Regions from separate parts of the Mus musculus genome. Here region 1 is linked to region 2. The links are chromatin contacts, called in public ChIA-PET maps. All regions are on one chromosome and are shown on one strand. Each heading gives the region's core, a stretch centred on a gene start, on an enhancer-like site or on the middle of the called end of the contact. The rest is flanking DNA. Distances are from core to core; before and after follow the strand shown.

Region 1 (5,326 bases), core at 2,265-4,764, 160 kb before region 2:
TCCAAGAAAGCAGGGTCTGATAGCATCCTTGTGAACATCACAGGCAGTCAGGACGACCTCTTTTATTTTATTTTAATTTATTTATCTACATTCCTTCTTTTTAGCCAAAATTTTGTTTTCAATACATCCTGACCCCAGTTTCTCTGCCCTCCATTCCTTGCAGTGTTGCCCCCCACCACCCTCCTCTCCTTTAGATCCACTCCTCCTCTGTTTCCCTTCAGAAAAGAGCAAGCCTCCCAGGGTTAGCCCCTGAACATGGCATAACAAGTTACAATAAAACTAGGCACAAACCCTCCTATCAAGGCTAGGTGAGACAACCCAGGAGGAGGAAAAGGGTCCTGAGATCTGAGAGTGTCAAGAGATGTACACCCCCCCCCCCCACACACACACATACACACCTCAATCACACTGTGAGGAGTTCCACAAAAGCACCAGGTTAATCAGCCACAGCAAGTACTCAGAAGACCTCGCAAGGACAGATACAGGTTCTGTGATTGCTGCTTCAGTCTCTGTGAGCCCGGGTGAACCCGGCTTAGTTGATGTCTGTAGGCCATGTTCTCCTGGTGTCCTCAACCCCTCAGGCTCCTACAGTTTTTCCTCCCCCCTTTTCCGTGGGGCTCCCAGAGTTCCAAGGAAAGAGATCCGATGGAGATATCTCTCTGTCTAATCTTTTGGCTCCGATGACCATATCTTTATTTTAAGGTCAGTTGATTCATAGCCTCTGGTTCATCTGTTGTCTTAATTCTCCGCCAGGAAACATCACATGCTTTCCTGTTTGCTGGAGTAGGAAATGGCCGTCTTTGGAAAGAAAGTCACTTCTCTACGTGGTAACATTCATTCTCAGTAGGTGAAAAGTTGTCTGCTGGAGATTTGGAGGGTAAAGCCCAAACCTGGCAACCCCCAATAAACTGACTCAGCCACCCATCCTAAATACAACAATTAGAGAAATAAGTAGTAGTGACAAGCAGAGAAAGAGTTATTCAGTGTGGGAGGCCACACATCGGGGAGAGGATCAAACAAGGAGGCCCAGTGACCCACAAGTCCTTCTAGGCACTGATGTCAAGCTTAGAGTTAAACAGAAGCTGAGGGTGTGCAGAATTCAGTACTCCTGGTCAAGGTGTAGTCTTGCTAGTAAGTTGACCCATTGCTGTCTGGGTTCTGTCTGTCCTGCAAGTTGTCTGAGCTGTGGGAAAGCACTTCCAGAGAGTCAGTTCCTTCTCTAGCTGCCACCTCTCCTTTTCCCAGTGTGAGATTCCCCCAAGTAGTTTCCAAGCCCACTGTCTCAACTGACAATCCAAAGGGAGGGCACTCTCTAGAGAATTTTTTAAAACTACTTTTTAAAAAAAAATTATTATTATATGTAAGTACACTGTAGCTGACAGACCAGAAGAGGGTGTCATATCTCACTACGGATGGTTGTGAGCCACCATGTGGTTGCTGGTATTTGAACTCAGGACCTTTGGAAGAGCAGTCAGTGCTCTTACCCGCTGAGCCATCTCACCAGCCCCTCTAGAGAATTTTTGTTTCTGCTAAGGTGATTGCAATCTGAGGGAAAAGTGCAGAAAGAAAATTCCAAGCCTCTTCTGTTTTTCTGTTCCCCCAACAGAAAATTGAGACTTGGTTGAAGGACTAAGCTTCCTGAGAAGAGCCCTATCTACTGGGACAGGAAAAGAGTCAGGGCACTCTCGGACCTCAGTGTAGGTGCTCTGCAGGATAGGCTCTTCCTACATTAACTGTGCTATGTATTGTTCATTTAAACAGATGTTGATAAAACATCAATTTCCTCTCGAGACCGAGCTCGTTTTATTCCACTTTATCAAATGGCAAACATTGTAAGGAGCGTTGTAAGCATGTCTATGAAGAGTTTACTTTTAACTCGCTGTCAGGAATGGTTAAAGAGGCCTAGAGAGGTAGCTCAAATCTGAGTTTCATCTCTACAAACCGGGTGTTTGTAATCCCAGTGCCTGGAAGGCACAGAGGAAGCACTGGGTGCTTGCTGGCCCACCATCTTGGCCTATTTGGTGAGTTCAATGAAAGAGCCTGTCTCAAAACGAGGCAGAAGGTGTTTACAGAAGGGCAGATGAACTGTCTGTCCTCTGGCCTTCTTGTATAAACATGCATGTGCATGTATAGCTGTACATGTGTGTGTACCTGCACACACATGGACACATATGGAGAGTGAGAAATGTATCTTTGCTTAAAGGGGAATATTATATACCAGTTATCTGGATTTCAAAGAAGAAATGTAAAAAGGCTGACCAGGCTTTATGCTTCTGGCTGCTATGAAAGGGTGTGGTCGCCAGGTCCCAGTCCCCGTGCCTTCTCCACCCCCTCCCCCCATGAGTCACAAGGCTACAGAATCCAACATGAATCTCTCTGTGACACCCTTGGGCTTTTCTGGACTTACTGACTGCAGCCTCCAACTGTGTTGACTGCAGGAGAAGGGAAAGTGCTGGCAGCTGAGTCTCTAACTAATAGAGAGATTATTAATGGCTTTAAATCTCTTTAACAGCACCCCTCCCCCTTTCCGCTTCCTTTAGCTTGCTTCTTTAGTCTGTTGGGGAGGAGGGAACCTGATTTGTTCCCCCAGCTCCAGGGGTTCTGGGGGTATCCATGCCTGAGTTGTAAAGAGTTAAGAGAAATATGTACTCGCCAGAACATTAAGAAGCGCAAAGAAGGGCAGGAGAGGACAGTTGGCTCCAGGACTGGAGGAATGCTTAGGGTCGGGAAATCTAGGCTGGAGTTAGCCCCCTGGGAGCTCAGTCCTTTTCCGCCTCCACCCTCACTCCCAGTTGCAGCATATCCTGCTCTGGATCCTTTCGAACTACCCTGTCCCCCCCTTCAGCCCCCAAGCAGCAACTTGTTCTGCAGGAAACCGCGCCTGGAGGGTAAAGGTAGAGGAAAGCAGGGCGGGGGTGGGACGCGGGGGATATCAACAATCTGGAACGTTTGGGGAAGTGGAGATAAAGGAGGGCCAAAAAATGGGAATGGGTGGGTAGGGGAGTCGGGGGTGGGGGACTTTTGGGATAGCATTGGAAATGTAATTGAAGAAAATACGTAATAAAAAAAAAAAAAAGGAGGGCTTTAATTTTCTGCCTCTTGTTTTTCCAGGTGCCTCCACCGACCCATCATCCTGAAGATCGCTGTCCTTGGTAAGCTGAAGATCTTGCTGTGAGGATTCCAGCAGAAACCAGGGAAACTGAGGGACTTTCAGGCACCGAGGAGAGGGACCCTGGAGCAGTGGAGTCTGAAGGGTCCCGTGAAGGGTCAAGTAGGGTCGGGGAGGTTTGGGGGACATGGGATTGTGCCAGGTTTCCTTCCCTGAGTGGCCGTAAGAACTATTAACGCCCCTTCAAAGTGAAAAAGAAAAAAAAAAAAGCTCTTCTCTTTCTTAAAGTTAACTGAGGTTACTGGAAGCACTGGGGTTTCCTGGTCCATGGAACAGGACTGCTTTCTGCAGATTGCCCCGCCCCATGCGATGTCACTGCGCTCAGCTGATTTAAGGACAAGAGCACACAGGGTAGAGGTCTCCACTCTGGACCCAGGACATCAGCTCTGATTCCAGGAGACGGGGCGCCCTGCGGGCTGCGGAGGACAGACTCCGGCGGGTAACGGGTTCCTCTTAGTCTTTTGCACAAGTTTTTTTATCAGATCCAGGGTCATCAGGTTCCCCCGCGAGGTTGTGGGGAGGCAGGGTGCCGCGCCTGAATTCCAGAGTTCGCTTCCTATAACCTGTGGTAACATCCATGGATAGCCGGCTGGGAAGCATCTGGGGCCCATAGGCTTAGGCGGCAGAGGGCCGGAGGTGTTGAAGGCTTGGGAAGGGAAGTCCCGGGGAAGGTGGCCGAGTGAGGAGAGGGACCTATCTCGGGGAGGAGACGAGAAGTGTCCGGTCTATCACCAGAGTCACCTTTAAACCTCTGGCTTGGTGCCTACAGAGCCCAGTGTCTGTGATAACTGATAACGCGGTTAACAACAATTCAGTGGGCAGACCAAAGAAGCAGGTCTGCAAAGCATGATTCTGTGACTTTGTTTCCCTTTAAACAGGGTGGTTCTGAAAGCAGAAGTGGCAGGGGAAGTGATCAGAGAGATGAAAGCACTTGGTAGTAGCTCCTCAGGTCCTAGGGTTGGGGTGAGGTGGTTGCTCGTGGTTCAGAGGCAAGGCCCTAAGAGGAAGTGGGTGTACTGTCTGAAGTTCTCCAAAGCTGGGTTTGTCGTGCCTGGGAAATAGAAACTGATCCCTAATGTGTGTGTGTGTGTGTGTGTGTGTGTGTGTGTGTGTGTGTGTGTGTGTGTGTGGTGGGGAAGTGGGAGAGGGGAATAGGCAGGAACTGAGGGTTTCTGTGTCTGAACCTATGGCAGAGCAGTGACTTAGTGCCACAGCACGCTGAACCGGATGGAAGGGTTTAAATGCCAGAAGACATTTAAACTTTAAATGCCTCTATCTTTGTGAAAGTGAAAGAAGAGACTGACATGGCTGTGGATTTTCCAGATGGGATAGGAGTTCTGCCAATCAGAAAGCAGAACTCCATTTCTGAATTATTGACATAGCAGGAGGACTTTCAGGAGTCGCTGCTGGACCCAAAAGGCAGTCTCTACATTCTAATGTCTTTGTTGGTGAAAATATGAAACAAAACGAAAAACTACTCTCAAACTTCTCGAGGGTATTACTTCCTGCTCTTATGTAACTGCAAGGGAGGAGAGGAGGTGTCTTTTAAATTGTGCACAGTTTGTAAAGCCCACTGTTCTCCTCAGCACACAGTAGGTTTTCACTGAGAGGGCACTTGGTGGATCTAAGAAGTCTAGACTTATAACAAGCAAGGGAGAAGGAAAACAAAGATTAGAGGCATCTAAAAGTCTTAAAATGCCAGGTGAGACCCACACCCGTTAGTCCCAGCACTGGAAAGACAGTCGCAGGTGGATCTCCAGAAGTTCAAGACCAACCTGGTCTACATAGTGAGTTCTAGGTCACCCAGGGCTGCACAGTAAGACTTTTTCTTTAAAAAAGTCTCAAAGTGCAGACTTAGAGCCATTGGTTTTATCATAGATTTTGTTTCTACAGAAAAACAAAAACAAAAACAAACAAACAAACAAAAAAAACAACCAGCAGATGGTGGTTTCCGGCGGTGTTGGGGTGAAAACTCAGGGTCTCCTACTTGCAAGGAATGTTCTTTGGTTGGTGGTTGAGACTCTGAGAATCCCCAAGGGTCCAGATTAGTTGACTCTGTTGGCTTTTCTATAGAGTTCCTATTCCCTTAGGGGCTTCAATCCAAGAAGGGAAATTCTTATAGCCCACTGTGTTGAGTTTTTCTTTTCTATTTTTAAA
Region 2 (6,225 bases), core at 628-3,127:
AGAGATGTCTGATGACCTCAGTGGCTCAGCAGGTTCCCAACAAGCCTTTAGTGGCATGAAAGAGCATAATCATCATAACCAACTCATTTTGGGTGTACAATCACCCCCAAAGTTTGCCAGTCAATCACCCACTCCCCCTCCTCTCAAGGATCTCCGGGATAGCGCTGTTGTCTTCTCTGACCAATGCTTTCTAAGATGAAGAGGTGATCCTTCTGGCATCTGATACACAGCTCCTGCTGTTGAGTAGACAGAACTGGAGGATCTGGAATATTCATGTTTGCTTGTGTTTAAATTGTTTTTAGCCAACACATAAAATAGTGTACTGGTTACAGCTTCCCACACAATGCCATTGTACTGACAGTCACCTCCCCTTTTTCCTCCCCTCTTCTTCCTCTTCTCTTCTGATGGTTACCTTACTCATCCCACAGTCGCCCTCTGGTGTCCATGAATATACGTGTATATACAGATCTGGATTTTGCAAATTAGAGAAACATGCAATATTTGTCATTTGTGGCTACTCCAGCTTCTCTCATTTCTTTTTCCTCCTCCCTTTAGATACCTTCTTCAAGCAACAGTGTGAAATTCCATAGAGGTGAGATGCTAGGCATATTTGCATTTCCAGGTCATTTTCTTCAGCACAGTGAGTGTTTCCTCTTCACTTCTGTTTTCATTCCTGGAAAGGACATGATTTCACTTTTCTTTACATCTGAATGGCATTTCACTATGCATGTATGAGTATGCATATACCACATAAGTAAAGCATTCATACCAGTATATATTTTGCAACATCTGAGATTCTACTGAAACTTCAAGGATTCTAGAAAATGAGAAATTCTGATGAGTCAAGTGTTGTAAGGTCCAAAACTTGCAATGATGTCCAATAGGTGTGCAAGGGCACTGGATACAAGTTTGTGTTGGCAGATCAAGTTTAGGTTCGAGGTCTTAGGCACCATTTCCTTCTGAGGTCCCAGAAGCTCAGGAACATAAGAGTGGCGGGAAAGTCCAGAAGATAACAGAATGAATGTGGCATTGTCCTAACAACAGTATGTCACAAAAGATCCAAACCCAACTGCAACAAATTAACATTCATACTTATAGGTGTTAAGGTGGGGTAGGAAGTAGGGCATCTTGTTACTGATCCATTTCCCTTGAACTGGGGTGTCTTGAGTAAGGGTGCTGGAGTCACCCCCAGTCTCCACACCTGCCTGAGGCTGATGGTGGAGAGGCACCCACAGCTGGGTTTCTGAGGGACCTCTGCTGCTCCCTTGCCTCCTCGCTCCTATCACTTTTCCCAGGCTTGTCCTTTCTGCTCACTCCCTTCATTTTCTCTCCTCTCAACTCTACAGCCTTGTCTTTCTTCTCATAGCTGGCTTTTTGGATCTAAAATGCACTGAGCCAGGGAAACTTATATTACCAAAATTATCAAAAGAGAGGGCACAAAGAAAGAGCTGGTGAGTCTTGTCCGCTTGGGTTGCCCTTGGAACCTCCCATAGAAACCCATCTTCCCAAAGAGTTAGGAGATGCAGCTTGCACCTTGTGAGCCAGCATCCTACTCTGCCTCCCCTGGCTCAGCTTCCCTCTCCAATCATCTTCCTCCCTGGAGAGGCTTCAACAGGTGCTCATGCTGTGCCTAGTGTCACCTGCTCTTCTGAGGGTCAGGACAGCAGCAGCCGCAGCTTTGCCCTGGGGATTTGAGTGACGCTGTAAAGGTTAAGTTCAAAAGTCTAGAAGCCTTGTTCTTCAGTTCTGACAGGTGGAGTGGCAATCACAGAGGGGATGAAAGAGCTGAAGGAGATGTCTCACACTTCCTGGAGTGACATCAACCAATGAAACCGGGGTTCTCCAAAACTGAAATCGGGACCTAGAGAGGATGAAACAGTGCAATCCACTAAGGTCGGTCAAGACAAAAGCCGAGAGCAACCACAGGCACTGTAGCTCATCCCTCAAATCCAAGTGCTGAGAAGGACTTCTGGAGACAGCCACCACTCCCACTGCTGTGGGTGTCTCAAGCTTTTGCCTTACTTCCTCTGGCCCGCAAGTGTCCACAGCACAGCTAGCTCACAGCTAGCTCGCAGTTGACTTCAAGCAGCTGAGGGAACGTGCTCAGTAGAGCAGCTTAGGTAAGTGAGCCATCCTCCATGGCCGCCGCCTCTGTCGCAACCTCTCTGTCCCAGTGCCTACCAAGAATGCATTCTGCGGGCTGTGGGATGATGTGGGGCTGCCAGTACAACCCAGAGCTCTAAGGACAACCCTGGCTGCTTTGGTGCTTCTCTAGGAACTCTGGCTCCTTGGGACCTTCATAGCCTCCATCACTGGCTGAGGAGGACTTAGATACTAGGGGAGTGTGGGATGAGAGAAAAATCCCTCCCTCGGTCTGCGTAGATTGGGCTACTTACAGATCCAGATAGAAGGTTCTGAAATAATCCAAGAGGGTGTATGAAGTAGGAGTTACTGAGGCAAGCCCCTCTGAAGGTGCTCCATCTTCTTGAAGACATGACCCTGTGGAAAGGTATGGGGAAATTGCCCTTAAACAATGAAGAACTCCACTCTGGAACTAAGTAGATCTAAGAACCTCAGACCCTGGAGGTTTTTCCCTAGAAAACAAGAGCATTGCTCTCCCAAGCAAGAGGCAAAGCAGCATCCTAGCTGGAAATGCTCTACAGCTGTTTCTCAAGAGCTTTTCCCACTCTTGTGTCCTCATTCCGTGCCTTCCTACCAATTGGCATTGCTTACAGAAGTAGGGTTGCCTGCCTGATTGTCATCTGTTTTCCACCAAAGATAAAAACAGCAATTTTTTTTATTTCAGTGCTCAGAATTTTCTCCAGTGAACACTATAAAGAATTTTGAAAGAAACTACTAATATTTAAAACCAACTCATTGCTTCTGGGATATCAGGGAGTTTCGTGTAGGTATTAAAATTTGGTGAGCCTCAGAGTCCAGCTTAGTTGTTAAAGACCATTTTCTGGATAGATGCCCCCAGGGAGCATTTGAATCATAGAAATGTTTTTTGTAGTCACAGGTGTTGTATTGAGATAGACCAGGTCCCAGGCTATCCCACAGACTCTCTATAAATGATTCCACTGCAGTTCTCCTGAGTTCCAAATTTGCCAGTGAATATGCATCCTCCATCAGCACATTAATGTGAGATGTGGATCCTGTTGTTGTTGGGGAGTGAACCAGGGGTGCTGTCTTGGGACAGGACCTGATTAAGGTAGCGCTGGATGGGAAGGGCAGGGAGGGAATAAGTAGCAGAGACTGCTTTCAGCGCATAGAAGAGGGTGGGGCTGCACGTTCCATCTGGGCAGAAATGAAAGTGCTTTTCATGTAAACTTACTAGAGTTTCAGTTTTGTTTTTGTCTGGCTTTCATGTCTCCTCCCTACTTATACCCCCTACCTCCATACCTACCCAGCAAGGAGACTGTAGCAGAAAGATCTTGCCCAGAATATCTTCCAGGTTGTTTTCCAACTCAACTCTGCAAGAGCTGAGATGACAGGTTTGCACCACCTCCTTGGCTCCCTGCTTCCTTTTGCAGTGATGGTGAACATGTCTCCAGGCAATCCATCAGCAAAAATGGTCTCAACTCTGGAGCAGCCCTCCCATGGAAGAAGGAGGAGCCAAGCAACACTAACTAGCTATAATAAGGAAAAGAAATATAGGCAAGACATAAATAGATCACTCTGTCTCTCTTTTGTCTCTCTATGTGTTTTGTGTCTCTGTCTTCCTGTGTCTCTTTGTCTCTGTCCTTCTCTGTCTCTGTCTCTCTCTTTCTCTGTCTGTCTCTCTCTGTCTCTGTCTCTCTGTCTTTGTCTCTGTCTCGCTGTCTCTCTGCCTCCCCACCCCCACCCTGCTTTCTTTTCACCAAGTCTACTGAACTGTAAAGTTACGCACAAGTGCAAGTGATTGTCTTGGGCTAGCTTCACTGGCGTTCCCCTGCCCAAATCAGGTCTTCTGCCTCAGCCTCGCTTCTGGAATGTCTTGTGATCAGGTTCAAATGCTTTCTCCCTGGGTCCTCTTTGAATGAAGATCTCTCAAGAAGGCAGCTTTGTCCTTGCTCTGCTCTGAGTTTCTAGGTAGCCCTGAGGAATGCTGGGTCTATTGCTGTCTGTTCCTGGGTTGCAGTCATGGTGTCCTCTCCTTATGGCACTAGACAGAAGCCTGTAGGCTTGCCCATGATAAATCTGGTGGGGAAGAGTCTGATGTCATCCTCCAGAGAAGAATTTGCTTGTTCATTTCCAAATTCTTAGGTGTTTCATCTCCTCTGTATGACCGAGTAATTCTGATTTTAGAAGCTAGCTCTCCAAGCATAGAGCTGTTTATGCTTAGATGGTTTTAGCTGTTTTACATACTACAGGCAGGAGGTCAGTACAACCTTCTGTTTTAGCCTAAGTCTTCATTTCCAGAAATTCCAACCCTTTCATCCCATGATTTTGCTCCTTCGGGGGTTCCATTTCAAGTTTTGTGGAGTCTGGCTCCATTCTGTCTACCTGTCCTGGCCTCCCATGTGCCTTCCCCCCATTCCTGCAGATCTTTATAGATTCCTGAAACATACTGTATCTGGGACTGCCATGAGGGAACTCTTGGACTTACTGAAAATCTGATGTGATTAGCATACTCAAGCCCCAGTCATTCTGAGGCATGTTAGTAAGACATTTACAGTAATAATTTGAAAGCTGCATGGGTGACTCTCTCGGTAACACAGTAATACTACATACGGGATTATCCATCAGGTAAAAGTCTTTTTTTAAGCACACTGTTGTTTTAATAAAAACTGATTGTGAATGATATGTGATCCCAAGGAAAAGCAAGACCAGGGATCTGTTTCCAGCACCCACCTGCAGGCTGATATCCAGTCCCAGGGAATCTGATGCTCTCTTCTGGCCTCTGTGACCACCATGCTCACATGGTGACAGACATGCATGTAGGCAAAACACCCATATGCCTAAAATAAAAATAAGAAAGATTCTAAGCAAACAGCAACAAGAAGAAGTAGTTGGCAAATGTCAAATCATGTCAGGTCGCAGTCTGTAGTGAAATGTATTCTGATATTTCTTAAAAGGATAGTACCAAGGTTGAGAGACACAGAGCCTGACGCTGTCTGCCTCATGACCTTCAGCCTGATGTAACAATTTGCCACAATCTTGGTGGGTTATGAAGAACAGATATTTGTTTCTCTCACTGTAGGTATAGAGGTGCAAATCAAGATGGTTTGGAATCTAGGGACAATCCTCTTCTCTTTGAAGACCACTAACATCTCCCTGAGGTGTGATGTAGCACAGAATGAGCTTAGCTGTCTGGAGGTCCTTTGTCCAGACCCTGGGGCCAGTTAGATGACATTGTCTTAGTGACTTAGAAACCTCCTAGCGTCCTCATCACCACCAGAGTAAAGAACTATATGACCTTTGAATAGAAACAAGCATTGGGTCACAATGCTTCTGCTTCATATGTAAGGACCTACCTCACTGTAAGGATGTGGGTGTCAAATAAGAATAGAGGACCACAGCCTGGTCCATCTTCTTCAAGGCTAATGGCCAAAGTGTGTGAATGAATTTATTCCCAGAAAAAAAGGAAGATCATTGACCTACTTTGTTTTTGTATGTTCCTAGATCCCCAATGGGCAATTTTGCCAGAGGTTTCCCCATAAAAGTAGACAACTGGTAGATGAACATCTAAAATTATTAAAAGAAAAATAAAAAGTAATAAATAAAATAATATTTTTTTTCTTCCAAGCAAACAAAACCCCAAAACATAGGCAAGTGGCTCTTGTGCTTTATTGTAAGAAAAGCAACGGAATCTGAGTTCCATAACATTGACTATTAGGAAGGAGGTAAAACACTCACTGATCCAATAATGCTGAAATGCAGAACAATCAAAACAAATATAGCAAAACACCGAGAGAAGTCACTACAAATACAAGCTACCACTGTCTAAATGTCCATTCCTGGTTAGCCATTTCCTTGGCCTTCACACTCACCAGTCCCAGGGAACACACCCAGCAAGCACATTTTGCTGTTAGCGTCTCAGTACAGAATTTGTCCTCTCCTCTTCAGCCCAACACTAATGTCTCTGTCTAATTATAGGTGAGGATTTCAGCTCGGGAGCAGCAAGACTGCTGGAAAATGAACATCACCGATGAAGGGACCCCTGTGCTGATTCTAAATGCAGGAGGGATCACACTTGGGACAGAAAGTAGGAAAACCATGGAGAATCATGACAGGGTAGAAGAG

Evidence for each region. ChIA-PET counts read pairs in DNA pulled down with a chosen protein or histone mark.
Region 1: an RNA polymerase II ChIA-PET map of memory CD8 T cells shows a contact between it and region 2, with 364 read pairs. The contact joins the promoter of Slfn5 here to the promoter of Slfn1 in region 2. A contact is called at or near these places in 12 of 39 promoter capture datasets (the 3T3-L1 cell line, the C10 cell line, the HPC-7 cell line and 8 more), 2 of 15 datasets of contacts at CTCF or cohesin (large pre-B cells and pro-B cells), 1 of 484 Hi-C or Micro-C datasets (bone marrow-derived macrophages), 10 of 115 datasets of contacts at active chromatin or transcription factors (the 230-238 cell line, CD8 T cells, the HPC-7 cell line and 6 more) and 4 of 9 other capture datasets (adipose tissue, liver, macrophages and 1 more).

What each region holds. Positions count from the first base shown.
Region 1 is chr11:82,948,588-82,953,913 of GRCm38.p6, forward strand. Slfn5 (schlafen 5) reads left to right here and starts at 3,515. Exons shown (of 6, transcript NM_183201.4): 1 at 3,515-3,608. All of the region lies in intron 1 of Slfn5os (schlafen 5, opposite strand), which reads right to left.
Region 2 is chr11:83,114,943-83,121,167 of GRCm38.p6, forward strand. It overlaps Slfn1 (schlafen 1), which reads left to right and starts at 1,878. Exons shown (of 2, transcript NM_011407.2): 1 at 1,878-2,120; 2 at 6,079-6,225. The coding sequence starts at 6,118. It overlaps Gm51911 (a long non-coding RNA gene), which reads right to left and starts at 5,632. Exons shown (of 3, transcript XR_003949745.1): 1 at 3,407-5,632; 2 at 2,397-2,499; 3 at 1-1,861.